Regions from separate parts of the Sus scrofa genome. Here region 1 is linked to region 2. The links are chromatin contacts, called in public Hi-C maps. All regions are on one chromosome and are shown on one strand. Each heading gives the region's core, a stretch centred on a gene start, on an enhancer-like site or on the middle of the called end of the contact. The rest is flanking DNA. Distances are from core to core; before and after follow the strand shown. Region 1 overlaps SYN3 (synapsin-3). Region 2 overlaps SYN3 (synapsin-3).

Region 1 (5,303 bases), core at 2,001-4,500, 300 kb before region 2:
TTTAGTCTTGCTACCACCCTATGAGGTGGGCACTCTTAAGATTTTTGCTTAATGGATGAAGGCTCTGATGCCCAGAAAGGGTGAGCAACTTGTCCAAGGTCACATAGTAATAAGCGGCAATGTAGTATCTGAATCTGGAGTAATCAGACTATAGCATCTCTACCCCAAAGTCTGTGTTGCCCAAGCCAGAGCCCTTTTTATACCACCAAAGGCAGCATTTAATAGTCTATGAAGTGAGGAATTTGCTTTTGGCTCTTACTTTTACTTCCTACAAAAACAAGTCAGATAGTGAAGGGCCAGGATCTTGTCGCCCCTTCTGTTAGTTCACCAGGCGCCAGAGAGTCGCTGCAGATTGGCAGATGGGGCTGCCCTGGGCAGATAATGGTGTTACAGCAACTCTTGGGCCAGTGGCTTCATTGCACAACACAGGGGTGTTGGGGTATGTGCATGGGTGTTATCCCATGTCACCTGGCACATCATAGAGCCCTGGGTGTTCCAGCACTGGCATTAGGGATGTGGCAGAAGGAGTGGGTGGTGAATCTCCCACGACACTGGAGACGGCAGCTTACATTAAGAAAAGACACTTGAACTGGCCACATGGACATGGGTTATTCTCCCCACTGGGCAGCGTGCTCTAGCCATTGGAGCCCTTGCCTAGACATTTAGAATCTGATAGCTCTGTGACTTCAGGAACATTACTAACTCGTTTGGGGTCTCAGAGACTCATCCATAAATGAGAACTGTGTTTATGAGTGGGCAGTACTTGGTCAATCCTAAATTAAAGGGAAATAGCAGTGTGACCTTGGCCAAGTTATATTCCCTTTGGGGTCTTGCTTTTTTGTGTGTCAACTGTCAGGGATGGGCCAGATGATTTCCAAAGTTCCTTCCTGCCCTCCAATTTGGCAGCTGTGGGTCTGTAGCTCTGTACTCCAGGGTTTGGGGCAGGACATCCAGTGCTGGGGCACAAGCCCTCTAGGCATCTGTTTGGAAGATGCCCTCCTTAACCTTCTCTTTCCTATCTATTGTTCAGCTTGGCTCAAGGATTGATATATTACCAGTAGAGAAATAAACCAAAAAGCCAGGGCAATCACTGCTTCATTGTGTTTTCTTAATCTCATCTTCTATTTATGTAATGCATGCAGAGTTCGTAGGACCCAGGACTGCTGTGGACGTCTTTGGCACTCCTTTCCATTTGTTCACTGGGTAGTTATAGATAGTGATATAGTGCATGTCATTTGGCCAGTACTTGATAATTTATCTAGTGGTCAAGAGTATTGGCTATGAAGCTATAGCCCTTGGGTTCTATTCCAGTTCATCCACAAAGAGGTGTATGACTTTAGGCAATGACTTCTTCTACTCTGTACCTTGGTTTCCTCATCCATCAAATGGGAAATATAGCATTTTGCCCCATAGGGCTATTCCAGGGATTAACAGATTTGACATCAGGTGAAACACTTAGCATTAGGGCCAGAGTAAGAATTAATGCATCAGCTTTTTCTTTCTTTCTTTTTTTTTTCTTTTTAGGGCCACACTTGTGGCATATGGAAGTTCCCAAGCTAGGGGTCCAATCGGAGCTGCGGCTGCCAGTCTATACCATAGCCACAGCAAGGAGGGATCCAAGCCACGTCTGTGACCTACACCACAGCTCACAGCAATGTTGGATCCTTAACCCACTTAGCTAGGTCAGGGATCGAACCCGCTTTCTCAAGGATGCTAGTTGGGTTCATTTCTGCTGAGCCATAACAGGAGCTCCATACTTTTAAGAAGCATGTTGTATTTATTTTCTGACTTGACACACCCATTGACTCTATGATGCTGGTATGATTTTGCTACCCCTATTTTTAGCTGAGGGAACAGGTGCAGAGGGGCAGAGCACCTGGTTTCTATCCCAGGGTTTCTGAAACCAAGGAGAAGCTATCTTCTACTATCATCCAAGGACTCTTGTGGAATCAAAAGGCTCTGAACTATGGTCAGCGTCCTATCAAAGTACTTGAGGATGTATCTCAACACGTCACTAGTTATTTGTGTTTTTTAAATATATTTAAAAATTATACTTGTATGACTATGTGGATTCATTTGAACATGATATAAAATATGCACACGATTTACATTTTAAAAGATGGACTTAAAAAAAAAAAAAAGAAAAAAGGAATAGGAAAGCCCTCTACCCGGGGTGAGATTTGAGCAGAGATTGGCATGAAGTTTATTCTCACACTTTCTTCCTGCCACCTAATCTTGTCCCTCAGGGGTCTCTTTACATCCTCTGTTGAGACCCAGAGAGCCCTTGAAACCACTAAGCAAGGTCTCTGAGAACGTGTAGGAGGGGAATTAAAATGAGTGTGTGGGCAGGCAGAGCAGGCTCCTAAAGGGAGGACAAATGAAGAACAGAAGAGAGGCTGAGAGGAGAGAGGTGTAGTGAAAAGAGAGCAGAAGGACCCATGTTCAAATCCCAATATTTCAAAGCTCCAATATTTTAGTTGCTGGACGAAGCTGACCTTGAGCTTAAGCTCCTCATTTGTAAAATGGGGATAACAATGCTTATGTGCTCAGAGCATTAACAAAGAGAACATGCTTAAAGTAAGAGATAAGACAGATGGTGGGAGGGAGAGTTCAGCTCCATAAACATGATGAGTACCTACTATGCACCCAAACTCTGCTAGGCAGGGAAATAGAGAGGAATCTTTTGGAGCTGCTCTCCTTCAGGGATCTCGCCTTTTACTGAGGGGACAAGAGTCATAACAGAGGGCCCTACAAGCCAGACATCCAAAAGGCCAGACACTGACTGTGGAGAGGGTTTGGCAAAGGGTTTGGTACTCTCCATCACTCCCGGAAGCTGTAACTGGAATAAAGGTCCTTCTTCTGGGTGCCAGGTGGCAGCTGTCCTGCCAGGTGAGTGTCAGGAGCCCCCAGGGTGCCTTTTCTGCAGCTCTGTCTCTATTTAACTCTTCCAGAGGAATCCTTTCCAGTCCAAACAAGCAGAGAGCTCTCCAGGCCTACAGACAGACACACACACAGACACATGCACAGGAAACAGCGAGCTGCTGGGCAGATTATTTTTGTTTTCCCCTCACCACCACCACCAGAGCAATCAATGACATTCCTTCCCCTCCTAAACAAACACGTTTGTGTACTGGAGCCTGCCAGGAAGTGAAGAAATCCCCTTTGGAAGAGCACAAGCAGCCTTTCTCCACCTCCAGCCTGCTCCCTCCTTCCACTCCTGGGGAAGCTGCGTGGGAGCCTCCCAGGGTCAAAGCCCTGATGACTTTCTCCCCTCTTTCTGCTCCCAGAAAGTGGAGGGAGTCGGGGAGCAACACAGGGCAGGTCTCTTTTGGAATCACGGAGCCTCTATACCTCCCAGGCCCCTCCCACCTCCAACTCCAGCTAAATTCTTGAGAAGGATTTCAAACATCCTGGTGTGAAGTGGTTAGGGGGCAAGAGGATATGGGGGGAGAAGAGCAGTTTCCAGATCTGAGAGAAAATACAAAAGGAGCACCATCAGGAGGGAGCTCGGACACAGTAAAAATGGGTGTTTTGACAGTGACATTCTCTCCTCTGGAACATTTTTCTTAAAAATTAAGAAGGTACCCCATATTCTTCCTGAAGCCAAAGAACAGTTAAAAGAGAGCTAAGGGCTAGAAATGGCAGAAAAATATCCCCTTGTATCTTAAACTTGGCTGTGTTAACTTATTGCTCTAAAAGGAACATGTGCTTTCATGTTTGTTTAATGTTTGTGAGGTTGGATGATACTTCTGGAAAGTCAGCTGGTAGTTTTTTTTCACTCTAGTTTGTCCTTTCTCTCTTGAGACCCTTCTGGATTTGAACCACTTGGCCATGCTGTGGTCACTGCCCCAGGAAAGGGAAGTGACGAGAGAAAGCAGAGAGGAGAGGAAGCACCTCCTGGCTTTCGAGTTTCAAAAACCCAAGTCCTTAGGAGAACCAGATTGACTCCTGGTCTAGTAGGCTACAGATTTGGGAGAAATACGGTGAGTGAGAGCAAGGCTTCTCACCTCAGATGAGAAAAAGGATTCCTCAGATTGGGGGGAGGGGACAGATGAGGAGGTTAAAGCATTAGTGGGGGGCAGGAGATGGGGAGCTGAACCTGCTTCCCAAGCATGAGCCCTGGGGTAGGTGGCAGCCCCCAAGGAGGTTCTGTGGGATTCAGATACAGAGGGGACCAGTGTACTATTTCCTGGCAGTACACTCTATCACTAGAGAGGGAGCAAGATTCTAGAGAAGAAATGGCTACATGAAATGCCTGGTGGACAGAGCCTCCAACAGGATTTCCTGTGCCTTATAAGGTCTGAGAAGAGCAGAAAGAATCCTGTGCATCCAGGAGGGGCACACATGTAGCAGAGCGGAGGCTGGGATGAATTGGACCCAATCTATATGGACCATCAACTGAACACCACAGGGCAATGTACGTCTCTTGGACCAATGAGACTGACATTGACTCTTGCCTCTCAAACCATGAGAACTAACGTCAAGCTCCAAAACTTTGGCACACCTCTGGGAGAAGGAGCGGGATCCCCAAATTTCTGAGTTTTGTCCAGGCCGGTGCTTAAAATGGGAAATAAATTGGATTGTAGGAAAATCCAGCTCCGTTTTGTGCACGAGTCCTCCTGAGATGGTGGTGGACTGAGATGCCTACCCACTCGCTTGCTTAGTGCTAGCAATGGTAATAGCCGTTTATGCCTCAGTTTTAAATATTTCTTGAGCACTTCTCTGCACCAGCAATTTTTGGGATAATAGGTGCATAAATACAGAACAGAATGTACTATTAGAGGTGCTCCAGGAGGGCTGTGAATGCACCATTACAGAAGCAGGAAGACTGTGAGAAGGTTTCCTAGGCCCTGCAGACTCTGGGTAAGGTTTTTTCATGTATGAGTGGAGGACTGAGGCACTTCCGATGGGACTGCCTTCCCGAGCAGAGTCTGAGAAACGAATAAACAATGGGAAGAATGGAGGCAGATATTGTAGGAATACAGTGATAGCACATAACAATGTCCCCTCTCCCACCATGGTCCCGCTTTGGAGGAGACATGATAATGGCGGGTAGTTTAGGCAGAGCAGTTGGTATGAGTGAAGACCTATTGGGCTTGTGGGAGGGATTTTTGGTGAGCAGCTCTGCCCAGACAGTAAGAAGTTCTCAGGATGAAAGACAAGGTCTGACTCCTGAAGTCCGCCTCGTGCTTGGCTGGGGAATCTTCTCAGGTTGGAGTTAGCCCCGATCTGTACATCCATCACTGGCAAAGCCTTGGGGCTGGGCTGGCCAACTGTTAGGAGTGTCTGAATTTTTTCTCTTC
Region 2 (4,758 bases), core at 2,163-4,662:
GCTTGGGAGCCAGGAGTTCAAATCTTGGCTCTGCCAATTGTAAGTTGCATTGCTGGACCTCTCTGAACCTTAGTTTCTTCTGTAATAGTAATAGATAACTCCAAAGGTCACTGTAAGGATAAAGTGAGGTTATATATACCAAAATCTTGGGAGAACATCAGGCGTGTGTGTGTGTGTGTGTGTACCAAACACTTATATTTGGGAGTTGTTTATTTTTATTATCACTGTTACTAATATTATGAAATACAAATTTGGTGAAGGTATTTATAGAAAGCAACCCATTTCTAAACTAATTAGAGATCTCCCCCAAAAAAAAGGAGTGGGGAGAGAGTTTTTAGAGAAATGGGTAAATGGATAAACAGGTATATGGGTGGATGGAAGAACAGACAGATGGATATTCACAGAAACAACATATTTGGAAACCAAGATGCAGAACTTCAGGGAAAGCCACTATAAATGAGAGACAATATGAATTAAGTACTAGCTCCTCCAATAGACCCTTGGAGGCACCACTGAGCAGAGAGAGGAAAAGAGAGGTGGTAAGAAAGCCAGGATGGTGCCTTTGGGGAGGGCCTTGTGCTGCCTAGAGAATTTGGCCTTCATCCCATAGACATCAAGGAGCCTGGACCATGGAGAATAGAGAGAGACCGAAGCAGCTGCATAAGAATAAGCAAAGTGTGACTGGTGATCAAAACCAGGTTCTGTCCAATGAATGCAAAATTGGGGTTCTTGGCACTTGGCTGGCCCAGCCATGGGAGGTTCCACCCCTCTGTTTCCCCTGCTTTTCCTGGCAGCTAGAGGGGAGGGCTGCCTGTCTCCTCCCTGTCTGGACAGAATGTAGTTCCCAAGGTGGGGTGGGTGGGGAGGTCACTTGATTCAGTTCCATTTTAAACAGGCTGAGAATGCACCCAGAAGCTCATGAAGGAAACCCCAGGGCTGTTGCTCGGGGAGCAAAGATAGTTGCAGCAACACAGGTTAAGACAGATTAGAAAACCCAGATGGGCTGCCTGTAGACTCTGAGAAAATCAATCTGAAAAAGTGCTGTGGGATGGAGGAAGCAAGTCTTTTTTCCAGATCTGGCTGGGCAACAGGTGAGACAAGGGAATTGGGCTTTAGAACCAGGTAGACACAGGTTCCAATGACAATTCTGCCTCCGACCCTGCAAATACCTACTTTACCACTTCCAGGCTCAAGTTCCTCATCTGAACAATAATAGGACTAAGCATAGCAATATGTGAGAAGCACTAGAGTGATGAAGGGCACATAACTGACCTTCAATAATAAAATTTTCTTCTTTCCTTTACCATAAACATTGAACCCCCAAAATGCAACTCTTGAAGCCCCTATATGGGGCTCAATTCCACTTTCTGTCTGGCACTGCCCTCTTATCACTATCAAATTCTTCCCCTAAGAATTCCCAAAGCCTAACTTGGCAAGGAGGAGACAAGGGTGGAGAGTGGTTTGGCTCTACTCTAACCTGCACCATAACTTTGAACAAGGAACATCCAGTGTTTAGTCACAGTTTGAGAGAAGGACAAAGAGAGGTGATAAATGCAGGGTCAGTGGTGTGGGCTCCAGGGCTTCTGGATCACCTACATCTCAGCTCTCCCACCAACTGCTGGGTGGCTCTGGGCAGGACCTTCAATGTCTTAAGTCTCAGTTCCATCAATATTTCCGTGGTGGGGTCGTGGAAAGGATTAAATGTATACAGATAAACTCAGACAGTGGCTGGCAACCTGTGCTCACCTAATGACAAGCATTGCTTTACCTGTATCACTATTGTCAGATTAGTGCTTTACCTGTGTCATTTACTGTGTAGAAGAATACTTGGGTGAGTCTGTTTCCTGGGAAGTTCTATACCAGATCCAATATTTTCTCTGTAGCTTTTTCACTTTCCCCTATTTCAGATAAGTTAGACAAGTATTTATTGCACACATATTATGTATCTGGGTACTTGAAGCACCTAGTAAGCACCTGAATATGTGCCCAGTGGTATCCTACCCACTGCATGCTACCATAACGTTGTATATTTTTTTCCCACGGTTGCTAGTCAGTTTGTAATTACAGTGTGTGTGTGCACGTGCATGTGTGTGTGTATGCATGTGCATGTGTGCACATGCGTGCAAGAGAGAGGGTGGGGGGAGAGATCAATTATGTGATTAGTATGTCTCTCCTCCATTAGACTGTAAGCTCTATCAGGTAGAGACTACATCTGTTTTAACTGCCGCTGCAGCCCTAGCACCTACCACTTAGCAGGCACTCAGTAAACATCTGCAGGTTGAATAAAGATACTGCCCTTGTTCTCTATAGGCCCAGAGTCTGGAGGGAGTAACAGGTGAGTGAACGAATAGTTTCAAAGTAAATGTGATGGCAGTAACATGCCCAAGGTATGTGAGCAGGGATAAGAGGCACCTCGCCTGCTTGGGTAGACGGGGTGCTCAGGAGAAGCAGAGTCAAAATAGCTGAGCTAAACCTTGAAGAAAGGTAGGCAGCGGCTAGCTCACAGAGGACGTTGTAAGCCACATTTGGGTCCAGCAGCAGTCTAATGCACAAGCCAGCCCTTACAAAGAAGAAGAAATTCACCAAGTCTTCAGATTCTACTTCTCCAGGATACACCTTCTTAAGTAAAACTGCACCTGCAGTTAGACTGTGAATTCCAGCTCTGCCACTTGCAAGTGGCCTTGGGTCAGCCACATAACCTCTTTTATCTTAGTTTCTTCATCTGAAGAACGGGGAAACTTAGAGTACCTACTCTTCATAGGGAAGTGTTCAGGATAAATAAACTAATCTGCATGAAGTGCTCAGCGTGTGCCCGACATTTAGTAAGCACGTGATTAAACACTGGCTATTTTCACTAATACCTTCCGAGTCCAGGCTCCACAGCTATCATGCACATGACAACACCATCCGTGGAAATTATCTCATGTCACCCTCTAAACTCTCTGGAAGAAGTGGTCCAAGACAGGTTCAGCGTAGGCTGAATTGATTCTAAAGGAAGCAGTATCTGAGGAAAGCTCCTATGTGATATTAAATATACATACTGTAGGACATAGAAACTCCATTCTCAGATATCAGCTTTTCTTCTCATTCCCAGGGCCTGGAAAATGCAGCTAGACTGGGTATGATCCAAAAGAAGCCATTTCAAAGCATATGTCCTGTTTATGTGTCAGCCCCACTCCCCTCCTCAGGAGATTCTGGCCAGGGTGGGCTGGGAGATTCCTTAGACAATCTAATAGATTAGTTTCCAGTTTAGCATAACAGCCAGACAGATTTTTGTGGTGAAGTCATCCAAGTCAATTAAAAGGCATTTTTCCTGCTGTGAGTTCAGAAGTCCCTTTGGTTTGTTCCAGCTTTCTGGGATGTTTCATAATAGGTTCCACCCTGGGTTAATTAATAACCCTTGATTCCTACTGAAGTGCAAAGACTGAAAGCCTGTGTGCAAGCACATCCGGGCAGGGCTGCTGGCAGGGCTGGGGTGAGCCCAGCGGGTCTCCTCTCATCAGGGAGTGAGCCAGACCTCAAATAGCAGAAATGACAGCAGAGCTGACTGCAAATGTACAGAGTGGCCCAGCAAAAGCTGAAGGTCAAAGCTGAAGGTCAAAGCTGGAGAAGTGGTGTGGGGAGGGGCAGAAGGGAATGAGGAAGGAGAACATAAGAAGTTGAAGGAATCACGAGGCCAGAGATTAGGTAGGTTGAGAGTAAGCTGGAATGCGGGTGTGAAATGGGTCAGAGCAAGTGGACGGGACTAAGTTGGTGAATAAAACGCAGCTGACGGGTTTGTTTTTATGTAATGCCAGCTCAAACACATCTTATGCATCTGGTTCCATCCTCTCTGTTTTAAGGAAAATAATAAGTCACCTCTCCTATTCTCAAATACAAGTTACAGGTATGAGAATGAAGTTTAAAGAACTAAAGAAGGCAGAGGCAGGAATACGCATGCATTTTATCAAGTCCTTTCCGTGAACCTCCTCCCCAAGCATAATATTCAAGAATAGAATGTCTTTTTCACCCAATCCAGAGCTGAGTTTCCCCACCTCCAGTTTCATGTCACCAATCCTGACCAGTCTATCTTCTAAAACCACTATCGGCCCATGCATCAAAAAATGGAAACATGATCACATCACTCCATGGCTTAAAAAGTTCAATAAATATGTCCCACTGCCTCTGGGACACAATTTCTAGTCTCATGCCTTGTCCTACAAAGCCCACCCTGAAAAGAGACTGTTCCCTATCTTCTCTCCCAGCTTCATGTCCCACCAGCCTTTTGCATGCAGCCTACACTCTGGCTATTTTCCCCCACATGTGACAAGTTGAGATTTAAAACATGCTCTTTAGTGGGAAGCCCTGATGTTCACATCTGCTCCTTCCTGGCCTGTCACCCAGCTAGTTCCCACCCCCAAGCCTCTGAGAAGCCTTTCCTAAGAGTGTCCCAAGGCAAGGTTGGCAATCCCTCCCTTTCCGGTGCTCCTCTATACTCTTCACAGATCTTTGTGACAGCCCTCACGCCAGCGTATGAAGTCACCACCCCCAGTGTCTAACTTCCCACCAGAAGAACACTTTGAGAGTGGAGGGCTCTGTCATTAAGGCCAAGTACAAAGCAGGTGCTCGGTGAGCATTTCTTGAAATGAAAGAGCAGGTTAAGATAAGACAGATTTTGTTTACTTTTCTATTATACAACCCTCAAGAAATTAAAGGGCTTATTGACTTCTTCAGAATTCCTACTTAATTTCCATTGGAGTCTCAGCTACCAATGATATT

What was found. Hi-C and Micro-C count contacts between places; a contact is called where the count stands out from the background.
Region 1: a Hi-C map of liver shows a contact between it and region 2, with 1.5 times the contacts expected there. The contact joins two enhancer-like sites. A contact is called at or near these places in 3 of 47 Hi-C or Micro-C datasets (embryonic fibroblasts, fetal heart ventricle and liver) and 1 of 2 datasets of contacts at active chromatin or transcription factors (skeletal muscle).

What each region holds. Positions count from the first base shown.
Region 1 is chr5:12,384,033-12,389,335 of Sscrofa11.1, reverse strand. The region is part of intron 6 of SYN3 (synapsin-3); the gene reads right to left. Among named protein-coding and RNA genes, the nearest start is that of FBXO7, 140 kb to the left of the region's middle. Within about 2 kb of position 3,250, at least 13 of the 83 cell types and tissues checked have an H3K27ac peak or open chromatin away from gene starts, as enhancers often do. A contact at or near this core is called in liver, where this site is marked.
Region 2 is chr5:12,085,640-12,090,397 of Sscrofa11.1, reverse strand. All of the region lies in intron 3 of SYN3 (synapsin-3), which reads right to left. Among named protein-coding and RNA genes, the nearest start is that of MIR9790, 60 kb to the right of the region's middle. Within about 2 kb of position 3,412, at least 26 of the 83 cell types and tissues checked have an H3K27ac peak or open chromatin away from gene starts, as enhancers often do. A contact at or near this core is called in liver, where this site is marked.